3 separate regions of the Mus musculus genome follow, and regions 2 and 3 are each linked to region 1. The links are chromatin contacts, called in public ChIA-PET and Hi-C maps. All regions are on one chromosome and are shown on one strand. Each heading gives the region's core, a stretch centred on a gene start, on an enhancer-like site or on the middle of the called end of the contact. The rest is flanking DNA. Distances are from core to core; before and after follow the strand shown.

The links. A called contact is a pair of places that touch in the nucleus more often than the background predicts. ChIA-PET counts read pairs in DNA pulled down with a chosen protein or histone mark.
Region 2: an RNA polymerase II ChIA-PET map of memory CD8 T cells shows a contact between it and region 1, with 17 read pairs. The contact joins two enhancer-like sites. A contact is called at or near these places in 2 of 484 Hi-C or Micro-C datasets (CD4 T cells and embryonic stem cells) and 1 of 115 datasets of contacts at active chromatin or transcription factors (memory CD8 T cells).
Region 3: a contact with region 1 is called in a Hi-C map of CD8 T cells, with 4 times the contacts expected there. The contact joins two enhancer-like sites. A contact is called at or near these places in 2 of 484 Hi-C or Micro-C datasets (CD4 T cells and CD8 T cells).

Annotation. Positions count from the first base shown.
Region 1 is chr6:126,809,153-126,813,235 of GRCm38.p6, reverse strand. It overlaps the pseudogene Gm29788. Among named protein-coding and RNA genes, the nearest start is that of 1700018A23Rik, 11 kb to the left of the region's middle. Within about 2 kb of position 1,550, at least 25 of the 459 cell types and tissues checked have an H3K27ac peak or open chromatin away from gene starts, as enhancers often do. A contact at or near this core is called in CD8 T cells and memory CD8 T cells, where this site is marked.
Region 2 is chr6:127,327,793-127,332,158 of GRCm38.p6, reverse strand. No RefSeq gene overlaps it. Among named protein-coding and RNA genes, the nearest start is that of Gm52919, 8.8 kb to the right of the region's middle. Within about 2 kb of position 1,723, at least 227 of the 459 cell types and tissues checked have an H3K27ac peak or open chromatin away from gene starts, as enhancers often do. A contact at or near this core is called in memory CD8 T cells, where this site is marked.
Region 3 is chr6:127,472,541-127,476,771 of GRCm38.p6, reverse strand. Parp11 (poly (ADP-ribose) polymerase family, member 11) reads right to left here. Exons shown (of 9, transcript NM_181402.4): 5 at 2,461-2,536. Among named protein-coding and RNA genes, the nearest start is that of Parp11, 21 kb to the right of the region's middle. Within about 2 kb of position 2,646, at least 30 of the 459 cell types and tissues checked have an H3K27ac peak or open chromatin away from gene starts, as enhancers often do. A contact at or near this core is called in CD8 T cells, where this site is marked.

The DNA.
Region 1 (4,083 bases), core at 301-2,800:
GGCTTACACAAGTGAATCACATGATCATACCCAGCTGCCTGTGCTGCATCAGCCCAGATGGTGGGAGCTTCCCCATGAAACTCCCAACCAGCAAAATCAACGAGAAGAAAAGACAAATGGATGAAAACCCACCGTTTAGTTTTCTTCTCCTCTGTTGCCTTATTCTGCAGTCTATACTGGTCTGATGTCCAGGAGAATGCTTTCCTTTCCTCTGTGCCAGCTTCTTCCCTTATGGTCACTCAGTGCTGGAACATTACTTGCAGAGTTCTCTGACTTTACCTCTTTCCGAGATTAAATGCCCATCAACCATATTGAGTGCTCCGTTGCATTTCCTAATTTGCAGCGTCTACAAATACATGCGGTTAGGATACAATCCAGTTCTGTACAAAGATCCTTTCTCTTTTGTTGCTGTGGTGGAGGGATATGGCTGAGCCCCTTGACTTTCGTGGGAGGGAGCATCCTTAAGCTGAGGAATCCTCTTACTGGCAATCATACATACCTTAGGATTTCTTCTTGGGTTGTACTGTCTGGTGTCTCCTCTCCTGGCTGAAGCCATCCAAACACTCATGTCTGTGCCATACACAGAATTCAACACTATGATACCTACCTGCAACCAATCCAGACAAACAGTAAAGTTATTTCTGGGATACAGGAAAACTGTCTGCGGGCTATCTGCCCTAAACCAGAAACCACAGCACAAAGAAGCATGCTTAAACAATCTCAGGACTTGGGAGGCTGAGGCAAGGGGATTGTCAGAAGGTTGAGGCCAGCCTGGGCTACAAAGTGAGTTCCAAGCCAGCTGTGAGTCTAAACGAAAGGAAAACCCCAAACAGAATATAAAATACAAACCTTCAGAACTGGGAGTGGTGGCTCACACCTATAATCCCAGCTCTAGGAAAGTAGATGCAGATGTAGCTCAAGATCAGCTTCTACTACATATCAAGGTCAAGGCCAGCCCAGGCTACCTGCTACCCTGTGTCTAAAGGCAAACTCCCAAAGAATCCACTGAGGATGTTCCAGACGCATCAGGCCCAAGAGGCCGCGCTACGAGGACAGAGTGCTTAGTAGACAGACTTTTCAAATGGGGACGTGGGCTAACTCTGAGATGCCTCTAGGGGCTTTTAGAAACGCTTACGGAGATCTTGCACAGCATGGATTCCTGTAACAGATCCCTTAATACAGTATTTTGAAATGCCCATGTTATTTGGGCTGTAAGTGGCCCATGATGGTGGTTAGGTCAGTTAGGTCTCCTATTTAGAGAGCACAGGAACCTAAGTCATGTTTAAACTCCTCCACCTCCCATTATTATTGGTCTATTTTTAATTTTCAGTTGTTTTAGGGGTGGGGATAGAGCCCAAGGCCTGGTGCAGGACAAGCAAGCAGCCATCACTGAGGTACCCAGCCCTAGCCAGAATTTTATAAGCAACTTTTTTGTATAACACTTTGTCTTTCAGAATGTCTTTCTTTTTTAAAAAACATAAAACCACAGTGATGACAATATCTTATGTTTCCTGAATGTGCCGAGCCTTTGACAAGGTTGGCTCGCACCTCATAACCACACTGCAGAGGAAATGGTTGATTTGTTTCACTTTTTGAAAACAAGGTTTCACTGTATAGTCCCAGATAACCCCGAACTTGTGGCAGTCATCCTGCCTCAGCCTCTCGAGTGCCAGGATTCAGGGAAAACCTCACTGTGCCTAGCTTGTTTGCCTGTTTATTGTAGCACTAGGGCTCCAACCTAGGCCCTTGCCCATGCTAGGCAAACACAAACCACTGAGCTATATCCCAAATCCTAGTCGGTGTTATAAACTCTCATTTTATAGATAAGAAAAATAGTTCAGAGAGGTAAACTAAATTGCTTTAGTTTCCCTAACTAGTGAGTAATGAACTTAATTTCTTAAACAACCCATACCCTTTCCAGCACTCTCTGGATGCCTGTGGTGGTCTAATCTATAGACCAGAGTTACCATAATTAACCTATCAATCACTACAAATTATTTCATTAATACGCTTATGGTTGTGACATCTAGGGATGTTGGTGGTAGTGATTATAGCACTTTGAATACTAATGGCTCAAATAGGGTTTTGAGTATCTTGTTACCAGTTGGTGGAACTATTTGGGAGGGATTGGAGGCTGTAGCGCTGCTGTTGGAGGAGCTGTGTCTCAGGGGTTGATCTTTGAGGTTTCAAGAGATTTGTGGGATTCGCAGTGCACTCGTGTAGCTGCCAGCGACCACGGGGTACTGAGTTCCTGAAAGCAAAGATGGGGGTTTGGATGGGAAAGGCTTCGAGAGAAATAAGGAGCCAAGACAAAGTTCTCTGATCAAGGCCAATGTTGACTTATGAGTGTGAGCTTATAAAGGGGTGGGGACCACCCATCCCCCACCAGGCCAGCATCTCATTGCTTTGTCAGGATCACATCAGGAAGACAGGTTCAGTCTCTCAGCAGTAGTGGCATCTTGGAGGAAACCACAGATGTGGCAGGACAATAGACTTTACCTAGGTTGGAAGACTCCACCCTAGATGGGCTAGCTGGCTGTGGCAAGCTAGGTTTGAGGCAGCCTGCTCAAGGCTGGGGGAAGAACACACACTTCCAGCAATGGGACAAGGGGCTCTCAGAGGCTCAGCAGAGAGAGGCCCAGGACTTATTCCTCGAGTTGGTTCGCAACGTGTTCTTCAGTAACTAGTTGCCCTGTAACCGCAGCATCCTTGACACCCGTGATGCCAGGGAGTACCCTTTTATATTGATATGTGGCGGTTACCCTTTAGTCATTAGCTGATGGCTGGTTCCTTGTTTTCAGGTCTGGGCTACTGTGAATAACGCTGTCATGTTTTGCCTTTTATTTTATTTGTTATTGTTATTATTATTATTATTTGTTTTTTTCGAGACAGGGTTTCTCTGTGTAGCCCTGGCTCTCCTGGAACTCATGCTGTAGACCAGGCTGGCCTTGAACTCAGAAATCCGCCTGCCTCTATCTCCCAAGTGCAGGGATTAAAGGTGTGCACCACCACGCCTGGCCTTATGTTTTGCCTTTTAATGAATTGGAGTTAGGGTTTGATATACACGTACTAATACACAAACATGAAGGTTAAGGGGGAAAGAGGCAACCGAGACACACCCCAAAGCATGGGTGTGGTCTCAAGGAGGGTTGTTTCCTGTGCAAGGCCATATGAGAACAAATGGAGGTCTTCATTTTGTAGACGTTGTAGCAGAGTTGCTGTGTTGTATGGTAACTCTGTTTTTAGCCTTTTGAGGGCCTGCCCGCCTGTTTCCTAAATGGGGCTACATAATTAGTTATATTCTGTCCCACAGGGTTGAGCAGATTCTTGTTGCTTGCCTTTTGTTTTTGAAGGAGAACCAGGAAATCAAGGCGTTATGTTCTGAGCTACATAGATCTCTGCCTCCAAGAGTTGGTGATTACTGGGGCGGACCACCCTGCCTGGCAGAAGCCAGGTCTGGTTTGGGCGTTGAACCCAGGGCCTTGTGAATGTACAAAAGCATGCCACCAATGATGGGTAATCCCAGGCTCCTGGGATTTGTCCACATATTCGCCAACACGTTATTGTGTGTGTGTTGAGCTATTAACTTATTGGTTGTGAGATGAATCTCATTGTGGTTTTTTTTTTATTTTATTATCTAAAATTTTAGACCTAATGATGTTGAACATCTTTTTATGTACTCATTACTCATTTGCATGTCTTTTTCCAGGAGTGTCTACTTGAGCATATTATTTTTTGTTATTGAATTGCAACTTCCATTCTTCCTTCCTTCCCCGCCCCTCCACTCCCCCTCCCTCCTTGAGCTGGCTTCCAGAACTGAGTAAAAACCTGCGGGAGGGGAGGAGAAACGGAGTAGGTTCAGCAGCCCCTGCTCTGCTTCCTGGTCTGTGGCGTGTGGGAGTCCCAGTCACTTGTCCCTGCTGTCACAACCTCTGCTGTGCCCTGCCATGATGGACGGACCCTCCTGGACCCTGAGCACAGATGAACCTTGCTTCCCCTAAGTCGCCTCTGCTGGATACCTTGTCATATCAGTGAGAAAGGTTTGTAATACAACCAGAGGCTCCACAAAGGTGGATATTAAAA
Region 2 (4,366 bases), core at 474-2,973, 520 kb before region 1:
CATGAAAAGAACAAATTATCCAGATGGACGACTTGCTTCAAGGGAGGCTCTGGATGGCGAGTGATCTCTAGGCTCTCAAGAAGGGCCTTGCTCTCCACAGAAGTTTGTTTACCTTTGGGTTGCTTGGCTTAGGTTAGATGTCCCATCATACTTGCAGAACGAATAAATGAATGGACCTTTTACCCATCTGGAAAGAACAAAGCTACCTTATCCACATGAGACAGGCTTATGTTTGAGCATTGATTTGTGACTCCCCTCAAGATACATTATTCAATAATCTAATTTTCTAACAGAAACGATGGAGCAGAGCCAGGTTCTAGCACCCTTTACCTCTACAACCAGGCTCTGCTTCTCAGACTTTTTCTTTTCTTTCTAAAAATAACTTCAATTTAATAATTATCACATGCTAGGAACTAAAGAGGTGCACAAAACAAACCAACAGTGGTTCCTATCCTGTCTAACAGAAGAAACTACAATTGTGGTTTGGGATGCCACATAAATGACAGCAACGGGACCTACAGAAAATTAAGGCACAGAGAGAATGGACCATTTCTGCAGAGACCTGGAAAACAGACAAGGGAAGAAACATGGTGTGTCTAAGTGATGGGGCAGGTGGTGCAAACGCTAGAGGCAAGCAGAGGGGATATGAAACTGTGCTGCACAGCTGGACAGAAGGGAGGCTGGAAGGGAAGAGAGGACCCTCTGTTTTGACTCAATGGCTAGATGCCATGTGCCAAATAAGAAAGCACTTGGGGGGTTCTGTGGGAAATCGGAACAGAGGGACTGGAATCAAACCTCAACGTTCCTTGCATACTCCAGATAAGAACCAGGCTTTGAGCCAGGGCCTGGGAAGAGGGCTGGCCTACATATCTCATTTTAGAGATGAGCAAACAGGACTGGGAGCTCTAGGTCTTCAGTGACACGCTTGCTTGGCCCGCAGGAGACCCTGGGTTTGATCCACAGCACTGCATAAAACCAAGTGTTAACTGTATAGTCCCACAATCCCAGCAACCGGGAGGTGGATCAGACATTTTAGGTCATCCTCAGTAGATTTAAGGCCAGCCTGGGACACACGAGACACTATCTCAAAAACAACCCCATACAACAAAAAAATGTATTTAGGTTGACAGAAGACAAGAGCTACGGTTGTGCCGGGCATAAAGGGCTCATGCCTGTAATCTTTCCTGCACTTCCACTCTAAAGGCTAGGGTAGAAAAAAAAGCCCTCACAAATTCTAGGCCTCCCTGAGCTGTAGGGTGAATTCTTTCTTGGCCAGCCAAGGCTAGGAGAGAACAGCCTTGTCTCAAATGAAGATGGCACGCTGATTCCTGGATCAGGCAGTGGCCAGGCCAGAACCCTTTCACTTCTTTGGGGTGATACCCTGGCCGGCTTGCCCTCTGCTGGGGTTCTGGTGGTGATGTCACGGAATGACTAATGGGAGCGGGACTTGCAAGCATCCTGATAGCAGAGGGGTCGCCCAGACCGGGGCCCCTGGAAGCGTGGGGCGGCAGCCCAGGAATGCACCCTAGCCTGCCTGAAGCCTGCACTCTCCCAGGCCCTACGGCGGGCTCCCGGGTAGGTGGCTCCGCCTTGGATCTTTTGCTTCCCTTAGCAGGCCTTACCTGCCTAAACAAACAGCCTGGGCCTCCCACCCGCTGCACGCCCGCCCCCGGGACAGGAAACAAGCGGTGACAGCTCCCGGCCCGCGCCTGCCGCCGACCCGCAGCCGGGTTAGCAACCCGGCGCCGCGGCGCTGCGATTGGCTGAGCGTGGCCCAAGAGGCGCCGCGCCGCTCCAATGGGCGGCCGCCGGAGGCCGCGGGGAGCGAGGTTTTACATGCCTGTGGTATTTGCTCAGAGGGGCATGACCACTTTGGGCAAGTCTTTAAATGTGAGTCAGCTTTCGGCTGATCCCTGGGAAAAATTCCTTCGGTGTTGTCAGGCAGGGTTCGCTAGCTGTAGCTTTTTTTTTTTTCCGCCCCCAACAATTCAAAAGGGATAATCCTACTGAATGGGGGAAGGCATTCGGACCCTGTCCGGGGTCCCCAACCAGAGGCCCCTTTAACTCTGAGGTGGGGCCCCTCCTCGAAGCTGATTTCTGCAGGGTCAGGACCCTAGCCCTCTTCCCCCCACCGCCCCCATCGCGTGCCCCATAGCGACTTCAGCATTGCACACAAGGGCCAGGGGGCACCCAGGCCTCAGGGGACGCAGCGCCATAAGACAGCAGGAAGGCTTGCTTCCCAGGGCTGCCTCTTGGCCCTCTCAGATTCCAGGCTTGGATCCAGCATAGGGGTGGTCACTTACCACCTCTCTAAGCTTAGATTCCTCTTTGGCAAAGCAAAAGACTTATGCTAGTTTGGTCTTTCCAGCTTGCTTGGGCAAGCCCTTTTTGCATTCTTGGCCTCAGTTTCCACGGAAGAGGGTCAAGTTGATGTGGAAGCGTCCCGAAGCATCCTTCCAGTTCTATTTGTGCCCCTCGGGAAGCCCACGAGCTTGGGGTTCACACAGCCCGGTTTCTCACTACACAACTGCGGAGAGACGCCACGTGTCATCTCAGAGACATCCAGCAGCCGGGTGTGAAGGGGGTGGGGGCCACCAAAAAAAAAAAAAAAAAAGGCTAAAGGCTGAAGGAAATAAGCAGGCACTTGAGGATTTACGTGTAATTTGGTTTTAAATGAACATCTTGTGCAGAAGAAGAGGCAATTTGGCACCTGCTGCTGGTGAGTTAATAGCTTAGGCACTTGGTAACGGCCACAATACTGCGAAGAGACCATTAGTGGATGTGGCATGTGGCAGAGCGTTATGGGCAGGGCTGCTAGCTTGGGAAGCCTCCCTCGGAAGACAAGGCAGGCGGCAGTGCTTTGCCTGCTTTAGGGGGCTTTAGTGGAGCCCTTAAAGCCTTGCATTTCATGGGAGCACAGGGTGCTTCTCTGTGTTACCAGCGTGGTTTGCCATAAAAAGCTCTGTTCTCTGCTGCTCATCGGCTGTGACCATGGGCAGGTCACTAGCCTGCCTTGGTCTCCTCTTCCCTAGCTGTAAAGATGTGTTAATCCCATTGCCTTCCTAACATCCCCTGACCTCCCCAAGCCCTGATCTCCATGATTAAATATATACACCATTACTTTAGAACTGCTGAACACCGGGGCTCTTTAGGCAGTTATTTATGTTGAAGTTTTTGTTTGTTTGCTTGTTACAATATTTATTTGTTTGTTTATTTATTTGAGATGCTGCTTATGGCAGCCAGAAGACAACTTTCTCTCTTTCCATCCTGTGATTTCTGGAACTGGAACTCAGGTCATCAGACTAGGTAGCCAGTGCCTTTACCACCCCCACTTCCCAAGTCATCTTTGCCAGCCCTTCAGCATTATTTTTAAGTAGATGGTGGTAACAAATTGTTCATCCCATTCTACAGATGGATAGAAATTGGGTGTCTGCTGCCCATCAGCTGAGACTGCCACAGAGCACTTGTTTGGTAACAAGGTTTCCATGTCGGCCTGGGAATCAGTATTGTTTCCTTCATTTCTTCACATTGGAGCTTGCCCTGCCTTGGCCCCCTCAGCTGGCCACCATTCCCCACCCCACCCCCATCTTCATGTCTCCACCTCAGCTAGCTCCTTCCAACATCCTCTGAGTCAAATGGATTGTGCTGCACCTTGGACAAGCTTGTAGACCTTGGTAAAGAAAATGAAGCCAAACCAGACGGGACAATTTCTTTCTCACCCCTTCAGATCTCCCTGCTTCTGTGAGGCATTTATTGAGGTAGGAGGAAAGGAACAAGCTGAAGGAAAGAAAGGGCCATAATCACAAAGGAAAGGGTTTTTTTTTTTTTAATTCCTTCTGCTGGGGAATTGGTTCAGTTGGACCCCGAGGAGGTCCTCAGCACCCTGGTAAAAAGCTAGCATTTGTAATTGCAGCACTAGGGAAGCTGAGACAGGAGGATGCCCAGAACTTGCTGGCCACCTTGACTAACCAAATCAATAAACTCCAGTTCAGTTCCTTGACTCAAAGAAAAAAAAATGAGATGGAAGAGAGCAATCGAGGAAGATGCCCAACATCAGTCGACCTTTGACCTCTGCATTCATCTACATGTTTTCATGCGCACTCACTCTCTTGTCTCTCCCTGTCTCTGTCTCATTCTCTCTCACACATGAGCAGGGCCATGCAGTCATTTTGTGCTACATTAAAAAAAAAGAAAGAAAGAAAGAAAGAAAGAAAGAAAGAAAGAAAGAAAGAAAGAAAGAAAGAAAGAATTCCTGAAGACCATGGAAACATAATGAAGTTTGGTTCTGCTGGGGCGCACAAAACAGCTCTCGGAGGGACCACATCTGCAATGCCCCACAAGGAAGGAAAGAGGTTTTCTGTTGCAT
Region 3 (4,231 bases), core at 1,397-3,896, 660 kb before region 1:
TCTCTGTGTATCCTTGGCTATCCTGGAACTTGCTCTGTAGACCAGGCTGGCTTCAAACTCACAGAGATCCACCTGCCTCTGCCTCCCCTGTGCTGGGACTAAAGGCGTGCACAAGTCATTGTTTCTAGATCCCGATGTCCTTTCAGAGCTTCCTCAGTTCAGAAAGCCAATTTTTACCCAACACAAATGGCAGCACAAAACACCCATTTTGTTGTTGTTGTTGTTGTTCATTTAATCAATTCTTATCAAACTCTTTATCAGTATGTACCCAGTCTCCTCTTCTCATGGCCAGAGGGAAGTGCAGCACATGGCTGGCACTTAATCAACACTCAATGAGTAAAGGCCTGCTCTGCTGCAGACACACACAATTCCACCCATCTGTGCACAGCCAGAGGGAGCGTAAAAGAAGATAAGCATCCCAGACCAGGGGAAGAGGGGCTCAAGAGCTTCTGCTGTGGAGTGTCTTCCTCGGGGCTTGGTGTGTCATCTATAGACTGCCCAATGTGGCTCTGCATTGATGCAGGGGAAGTGGGCAGTTCCGGAGGATTTGGGTGCCAAATAGCAGGAGAGCTTGGTGACAGAACCATCACTGATTTAACTGCACGCTCCTGGTGCTACTCAGTTTGCTTCAACTCCTGCTACTCCAGTCAGAGTGCTGCAAAGACCAAAGCTACCCATCTGTTATTTCGTGTGCCCAAGAAGGACGTCTCTAAAGTGGGACTCCAGAGTCAAAGGATGTACTGACTGACAACTCTGATGCATAGATGCCCAAATGGAGCCTTGGAACATTGCACTTATTGACCTTCTCACCAGGAATGTGGAGGGTACCTATCGTCCGTCCAGCAACCTCTCCAGGAAAACATGTTAGCCCACTTTGGCATTTCAGTCAGTCTGCTAACAAAGGAGTCTGGCATAAACTCATATTTTCTTCATTATGAGTATAATAGGAGGAACATTCAAATTTTCTTAAGGGAGTTCTAGAAGAACTTCAAATACTAAAGGAGTTATTATTTAAATTAATTTCAACACTGAGTTGTTTTTTGAAAGCTCTCCCACCCCCCCACCCCACCCCCCCACTTTGTTCAATGTGTCTTCCAGCTGTACGGAAAGGTTTAAAGAACGTGTATGTACCCATGGCTTTCACAGGGCACATATTCACCAGGCTTTCAGGAATGCCCAGCATCATCCTGCATCCTGCCGCTAACCTTTCTGCATCAGCACCTCCTGACTACCATCCCCTGGGGCTTCCCTACTTAACTCCTCCCCTGTCATTATTGCCTCAATTGTTGTCCTCAGCTCCGGTTACACCCTAACACACACACACACCCCACCCCCTAGTCAGCCCCTTCTGTCTCTGTTGTGCAGTTTGTATAGTCTGGGACAGAAGGAAATGGCTCAGCATGTATATAACATCATACCTACTAATCCCTCCCATTATTGTGTCTCATCCCCAGACTACACACTACAGAGGATAACGCTTGCTGTATCCTATTCCTGCCCATGAGGAATGCATACATGTTGCAGCAGGTAGAAACATTCTCTGTGTTCCACAGACCCAGGAAAGACATCATTATCTTTTAAATTATGATGTTAGAATGCAAGTCAAACATCTTGATAAAGAAAAAGTGTTTATTTTCTTTCTAGTTTCTTCAACCCTTTTCTTTGCTCTACTTTTCCTAGGACGCCCTAGAAGGAGCAAGGCGACTCCTTACAACTCACACGCTCGCTCGAATAATGTTTCTGAGCTGCATCCTAAGTTCTCCAAATAGAAAAAGAAAATCAATATTTGCTTGAGTGGTCGTTCTAGAAAATAGGAGATATACTCTTAAATTTTTTCACTTGCTTTCCCTTCCCATTTGCAACAAATAAAGTATTTACTACACCTGGCTCTTGGCCATTCTTTCTCAGTCTATAGATGGCAAAGGGAACCGAAAGGAAATCGTGCACCCCAGGTGCTTCAGGGAAGATGCTGCACTGCTGCCCACAGTGGCTGTGCTGCCCCAGGTTTTTGGTCACCGTGGACTGGCGTTATATACAAGAGGCACAGATGAACAAGTAGATACCCAATGGGAATCTACATTAGTGCAGGGGCACACCAAATGGGCAGTTCTCTAAGATTTATGGTCAAATTTCTGGAAAATTCTGTGACCATATGTCCAGTTTATATTCAAACATAAGCTCAATAGCCTATTTTAAGCAAAAAACATATGGCACCTTGTAATTATCATGCACACTAGTCTAAGAATTGAAGAAAATTACACATGACAAACAAGAATGAAAGGAAACAGTGACAGAAGATAACGATGACTCCATCAGTGAACACGAGGTTTAATACTGCAAAGGTTACTCCATGGAATGTCAGTCTACCTAGGTTTCTGCCACAGAGTAAGAAAGAGCAGGGGGAGGGCAGCCCCACCCAACCGCCCGCCCGCCCACCCTCCGTGGGACCCGTTTTAGTACCTGAAGGCACTGATGGAGAAAGGAGCCCTCTTTATTAGGCGCTGTTTCCCAGTGACAAGATTCATCTGCTTCATTTCTGAAGACAAAGATAGACACATCCGATTAGCCACAGCAGCACACAGTGCAGAGTAGTGCCACAATACATGAAGGTTACACAGCTTTGGAGAGAGCTGACAGCTGGTATGTGACCTTTTTATCATGTTGCAAAGGTGCCAGGCAGCGCCTTCCTTCAGTGCTTGATCTAAGGCCCACACCAAGATGCTTATCTCACAAGGTGTTCCTCTGTGTGTTAAATTGACACCAAAATACAAGAATTCTAAAGGCAGGAAAGTTAAGAGTATAGAACAAAATCACCTAAAATCTTCTACTGGATTTGTTACACGTAGAAGTACACTTTGGTTTCCCTAATAATTTGAAAATTAGAAAGAGGCTGTTTTCATATAAAATCTGCACAATGAACAGCATTTCAAATGTACATGTTTCTTTACTCCTCTTTAAACTGAAGACCTAAATCAAAGGCGGGGAGGAAGAGATGAGAGGGAGAGATGAGAGGGGGAGGGGGAGGGAGAGGGAGCCATAGATCTCAGTAACAGAAGACCACCATCTGGCCAGCTCCTTCTGTCCACACCTCAGCCATGGCACTATCTACTGGGTCCATTTTATCACCTCCCAACCAGGCTGTGAATCTTAGCACAATACTAGTCAGGTTGCACACCTGATGCCACTGCACTTGTCAAATGCTGGTGCTGAGTGTGCTCTGCCACTCCTGTACTCACCAGAGTACTGTCACCATTCTCATCTCAGTACACAAAACCAAACCTGTAGCGTCATTGTCACAGCTGTCTCCATCTGAATTTACTTTCCATGACTTTCACAGGGAAAAAAAAGCTGGTCAGTGGTAGGGTGACTGGGGTTAACCCTGAAAACATGTGGAAAACTGTACCATTCATTCGCTGGCTGCCACATACTGCTGGGATACTTTAGCAAGGAATTTTTTTTATTTGGTTTTTTTTTTTTTTTTTTGATATGTGGTCTCATGTCCGCAAAGATGGCCTAGAACTCATTATGTAGCTAAGACTGGCCTTGAATTTCTGATCCTCCTGCCTCCTTATCCTGAGTGCTGGGATTGCAGGCATGTACTAGCAAGCCTGGTTTATGCTCTGCTAGGGTTCCATTCGTGCTAGGCAAGTATTCTACCAACTGAAGTACATTCTGAGTGTCTAGAAAGACATTCTGGATAAGTTCTATTTCCTGGTGGGATCTCCCAAGGAGTATAGCTCACTAGCGACTACTCTTAGACACAGTGGCCTGCTGAACACCTACCACACACTTTAACAAGTGGCAGCCCCTTTCTGAAGCCTGACGCTTGTCTATATCACGCTGTGTCTGTTTTCCCTCCAAAACTGTGCTTGTACACACTAGTACAGAACTCTGGTAACATCTGCCAAGCACCTTCTGCCTGCCTAGAACAGAAACATCAATGCCGGTGTCCCCCATGGGCGGCCTGGTTCCTAATGCTAGTTTTTAAAGTCAGGATTGGTTGAAAGTAAAAATATGATGGTTTCATTCTTTTTAAATTTAATTTATCCATCTATTCTTTGATTTATTCTTGATTATGAGCAACTGCAAGGAAAGCAGGTTTGTAGGATGGCATTTCGGGCCAAACCCTTTCCACTTCTGGAAAAGCATTTCGGGCCTTCTGCTCCATTCTCAGCACACCAGCACCACCATCGTTGGAAAGACACAGCTCAGCAACTGGAGAAGAATAGCT